2 separate regions of the Zea mays genome follow, and region 2 is linked to region 1. The links are chromatin contacts, called in public Hi-C maps. All regions are on one chromosome and are shown on one strand. The core of a region is the stretch at or near the end of the contact, and the rest is flanking DNA. Distances in the headings are between cores, read along the strand shown. Region 1 holds the start of LOC103632168 (DNA repair protein UVH3). Region 2 holds the start of LOC103632209 (formin-like protein 8).

Region 1 (2,700 bases), core at 136-2,635:
CCATCTGGGCTGGGACACGCAGCGACAATTTACTCGTCGGTCCAGGGACCCCCGGGGTCGAAACACCGACAAGTACGATCATAAATCTCTTCGTAATTGTATCCCATGATACGACAATGCTCAGCCAAGGAGACAACCACTTTATTCTCCTCCCACTTTCGGTCCTCAAACGCCATTTCCCACAGCTCCAGATCTGATGAGTTGTATCCTTCTAGCAGTTCATCAACATCAGGGTGATCATCAACATCCGAAGGGGGATCAAATAGGTCTCAACTAGGACACTTATGATCCAAATCTTGTTGGCAGACAATAGAAGTCTTCTCGAGCATCTTGCAGACATGGTCCAGGTGGCCAACAACCTTCCCTATCTTGCCCCCCTCAACTTCTGGGATACTAGAACAGATAGAATTAATTGTATGCAACAATGTTGATTGTCTCCTCATCACTTGAATCGCGTATCACAGATAATTCTTGATACTAACATGATACTTCAACTCAACATTGTCTTGTACAAAATCAACATTGTCATGTAAATAACCAAGAAACAAGTACCAGCTACAAGGGAATACAAACAACACGGTGCCATAAATGGCGTCTATGCTAAAAATCAGCCGAACAGGCTGGTTTATTCCGGGCAAGGTACAACAATAATCTATGCAGGGACAATGTTGATTAGTAAAATCTATGCAGGTACAACAATAATCTATGCAGGTACAACAATAATCTATGCAGGTACAACAATACTAGTACAGCACACGTACCCAGGGTAATTAATAAAATGAACAAGAGAGAGAGAGGATAAAAGCAATGGAGTACACGGTTACACTACATGCATACAATAATATATGCAGGGACGAATAAATTATGGAGAAACAAAAGGTCGATCTCTAGAAAATAAATAGTGTGGAGAAATATTATCAAAGCCTCATCACTGACATTAGCATAGACAAAGGTTGAGTTCTTCACTGAATCAACAACTCCTTCAAACTTTTCGCGAGCAATTCCTGCATACTTCACAGCAGCGATTGCCTCTTCTCGGCAATGATGGCGGCCGAATGGGCTTCTGCTGCAGCAACGACAGCTGCTCTGGCGGCGTCGTACGCATCGGCTACAGCTTCAACCGGAGGAACCCGCTCCATTGAAGAGGCGACGACTAGGGTTTCTCCCTGCTAGAAGACAGATCTCGCTGGAAGAGAGAATGGATGGAGGAGTGATGGCAAGGTCACGACGTGACATCGTCGTGCTTAATTGCCGGTCTCTACGCACACAAACCATGTGTTTGGTTTGGTGCAGAGGTTAAGCCTGGCGCACGCGAGCCTGGGCCGCCAGGTACGCCTGATATAATCTTCTCCACACATGCAGCCAAGAGCCTTTTTTTTAGCCTGTGCTGCATGGGCGGATGCAGCCCATGCCCCCTGCATACAGGTTAACAAACAAAAGCTTAGGCTTAGCTAATGCATGCGGAGGATCTGGCCAAGCGCGTCCACATAACCAAACACGCAGAAAGAGATTTTGAGTCTAAATCGTAGATCGTCGAATCCCTCCTCAACGCATTCGTTTCGACGAATCATAATGTGTGTTTTATAATGACAAAAATCTCGCGAGTCGTAGGCTCGTGGTCGTGGGTCGTGGCCCTAGCGACAGGCACAACAGGCCCCTCCGCTCCTGGCCTCCTCCTCGGCGTCGCGTCAACGTTGCGCCTCTCCAGAGTCGCCGGCCGCCGAGGGCACTCTCCACCTCTTCCGTCGGCGCCCGGGAGAAGGAGATGGGAGTTCACGGTCTGTGGGAACTACTGGCTCCGGTTGGGCGACGCGTCTCAGTGGAGACCCTTGCGGGCAAGCGGGTGGCGGTGGACGCGAGCATCTGGATGGTGCAGTTCATGCGGGCGATGCGGGACGACAGCGGCGAGATGGTCCGGGACGCGCACCTCCTAGGGTTCCTCCGTCGCATCTGCAAGCTCCTCTTCCTCCGTGTTCGCCCCGTATTCGTCTTCGATGGCGCCACGCCGGCGCTCAAGCGCCGCACCCTCGCTGCCCGCCGCAGGCACCGTGACGCCGCGCAGGCCAAGGTCCGAAAGACCGCCGAGAAACTCCTGCTCTCCCATGTGAGTCTCTTCTCTCCGTTACCTACCCTTTCTCCCCCTTTTTTTACACGATACGGGTGGTGGTTGTCTGGTTGATTAGAGAAATTTGGATTTTTAGACTCCAAACAATGCTATTCACACTTTTGCTATTCGTAATATTGACAATATGACTCAACATGTCACACTTCCAATGCCATTTTGGACATTTTCCCCGCAATCACGCATAGAAGGACAAAAAAAATCCAAAATGGCATTAAAATCAAGTTGGACATGTTTTGAATCCAATTTTTGCGAAGTCAATGCTACGAACGACAAAAGTGCGAAGCAAATTGTTTGGAGTCCCAAAAAACCAAATTCTCGGTTGATTAGAGGTGGAATACTGGCATCCCGAATCGCTTAGTGCAAAATCATCAATGTTAGGCACAGAGTTTGCAGTGCATCATATTTATAATCGTAGCGCAGAAGGCAGTGTATGTGTATCCTCCACATTCACCCGAATAACCATCATCATGTAACTTTTGTTCCTAACAGAGTATGTTTCTGTCATTTTTCCCAATTAGATATATGCATGTGCGTTGCACCAGAGCCACAAACTTTTACCCATGATTACGACGACA
Region 2 (2,700 bases), core at 142-2,641, 320 kb before region 1:
AATGAGTAGGAATGACTTAGTTTTTAATAATGTTTCAAGTTTTACTTATCTGCATGTTCTTTTCAGAGGTACACACTGGCTTAGATTCTGGGCTTAGCTACAAAAGGATGAAGCTGATGGAGTTTTAATAAAGAATGTATGTCGTCGTCGGGAATCGGTGGCCATGCAATTTTGTGTTAATTTTGGTTGGAGGTTTTCTAATAGGATTGCCTTGTAATCATCTCAGTGGTTTTATTAAGTTTCAAAAACCTTTAGTGTGCTAATGTGTGGCTATATGAAGAGGTATGTCCCTTCATAGAGCAGTGTGATGTAACAATTTGTGTTGGCCCTAACCTCTTTTGAGGGGAAAGCCGGAAATTTTTCTACGTTATCTAAAAATGAAAGAGGATAGAAAGTCCACATTTGGTTAGATGTTCACACTCGCGGGAGCTCTCCCTGAATGATGACCTGACCTGTATTTGACACCTATGTCGCCTTCCTCGTACCAAAGATGGTACAGGAATTTTTATCCTGTACCATCTGCAACAAATCTCTCTCTCTCTATCTCCGAGCGGAGAGCGAGAGGAGCACTCCAGCAGGCCGGCCAGATCAGCACCGTATAATACACTTTGGATTAAAGCCAAGCTATCACTAACTAGCAAAGCGAGTAAAGCAGTCCAAGATCCCTGCTGGCCAACTAGGTGGAATGATACAATGTGATGCGAGAGCACCCTTACTAGCATCAACGACACATATAATACCATTGCTTTCGCGCGCGAATAATACCACCGCTTTCGCGCGACGCAGCTTTTTTTTTTTTATCATTGCGGTTCACGCCATGTGTCATTGCTAAAGTAACGGCGGTAGCTACAGCAGCTGAGGCATGGGCGTGCAAGCGACGGCGTCGAACAGCAGCTGCGTGCCTACCACGGGACAAATCTGCCTCGTCCTCGGCTCTCCGTGCTGTATCAGTTGTTCGTCGCGGCGGCTCGCGGACCGGCCAGTCGCATTGTACTAGTCGCAGGCTCGCAGCACGCCCGGAGCAGGATGGGCGTGCCCTTCTACTGTCACGGAGCCCCCACACGTCAGTGGAATGAATTCTAACTAACAAGCGAGCCGGACCAGGCCCACTCGTCATTGTACCTCTCTGGTATTACTAGACTGACCTTTTTCTGCCCAGAAGATCGATCACATCGAGCTTTTGTTCGCAAGCAAAGAATCAGGTACCATTTTCAGCATGTGTGTTTAGTTGCCCCGGTGTGGAATATTTCCTTGCCTCCTCGACGAACAAAGCACCAACCTTCCTTCGCCTGTTTTTAGTGCATGCCGAATTTGCAAAGGCACCGCAACAAAATAAAATCTCCATTTTTCAACCAAAAGTGTGTCGATGAACCTTCTTTCCTTCGTCGGTTCATGGTTGTAATCGTGTATGAACAACCGGAATTTCTTTAGTTTATGATTGGATCTCCTTTTCTTCCGAGCGAGTGAGATCCAAAGTGGCGAAAGTCAGGGGAAGAAACAGAACAACGAAAAAAAAAGAACGGAAACAGCAAACGGAAAGCAGCCGATTGCCGCGCCACGTGTGAGCGGCACGGTTGATCTTCCCCGCCGAGGGCTAGGCAGCATTGTATGTCACTCTCGCGGGCGGAACCAAAAATGGCGGCATCCACCACTCCCCTTCCCACGCTCGCTCCCTCTATCCTCATTGTATGTTACTGTCGCCGAGGGCAGCATTGTATGTTATCGCCGTAGAAAGCCGAGGCCGCGGCCGTTCGGTTCACTTTTTTTTTTCCCCTTCTCCTTCTGCTGCACCGCCAATGCCTCCCACTACCGTCATGCTGCTACCAGCGTGCACCGTGCTGCTGCTGTGCTGCCGTCTCTCGCCGGCCGCCGCGTCGTCGCCCGGCGATGTCGGCGGAGGCGGGGCAAGGAGGCTGCTCCACCAGCCATTGTTCCCAATCGAGTGGACCCCGCCGCCATCGCCGCAGCCGGACTTCTCCTCTGACCCGGCGACGCCGGACGGACCTCCTGGCGCCTTCTTCCCTCCCACGCCACCGGTGGCCCCTGCTGGCGGCGGAGGTACGACGACGACGTCCTCGCCAACCACCGTCGCCTCCAACGTCCCGGCCGGCGCCTCGTCAGGGTCTGGTGATGGCGGCCACCACGGCGGCCCTGCCAAGGGGACCATCGTCGCGGCGGGGGCGGCCGCGACCGCGGCCATCGCGCTGCTGGCCTTCGCGTGCGCGTTCCTCATCGCGCTCCGCGCGCGCCGCCGAGGGGACTCGCAGAAGCTGCTCGGCCCCGACCGTGGGTCCGCGCGCCACCACTCGGCGCCCTCGGCCGCTGACTTCCTCTACGTCGGCACGGTGGAGCCCACCACGCCCGGCCGCCACCACGGGTCCCCCGCCGCCGATCTCATTGGGTCCCCGTACCGCAAGCTGCGCAGCGAGCGCGCGCGCCGCGACGAGCCCACCGACAACCTGAGCCCAGAGCTCCGGCCGCTCCCGCCGCTGCGCCGCGCGGCCACAATGGGCTCCTCTGACGATGCATACTACACGCCGCGCCAGCGCTCCGGGGGTTCCGGCGGCGGCGGGGTTGGCGGCGAAACCTGGAGTGAGGCCAGCGCGTCCAGCCCGCCCACCACCACCACCGCGTCCCGCCGAAGCCTCCCCAGCCTCACCAGCGACTGCTTTCCTCCGGTCACGGCTATTGCTGCGCCGA

The links. A called contact is a pair of places that touch in the nucleus more often than the background predicts.
Region 2: a Hi-C map of tassel shows a contact between it and region 1, with 1.9 times the contacts expected there. The contact joins the promoter of LOC103632209 here to the promoter of LOC103632168 in region 1. A contact is called at or near these places in 3 of 25 Hi-C or Micro-C datasets (ear, endosperm and tassel).

What each region holds. Positions count from the first base shown.
Region 1 is chr1:22,124,022-22,126,721 of Zm-B73-REFERENCE-NAM-5.0, reverse strand. It overlaps LOC103632168 (DNA repair protein UVH3), which reads left to right and starts at 1,385. Exons shown (of 14, transcript XM_008653991.3): 1 at 1,385-2,104. The coding sequence starts at 1,766.
Region 2 is chr1:22,447,845-22,450,544 of Zm-B73-REFERENCE-NAM-5.0, reverse strand. It overlaps LOC103632209 (formin-like protein 8), which reads left to right and starts at 1,391. Exons shown (of 4, transcript XM_008654033.4): 1 at 1,391-2,700. The coding sequence starts at 1,689.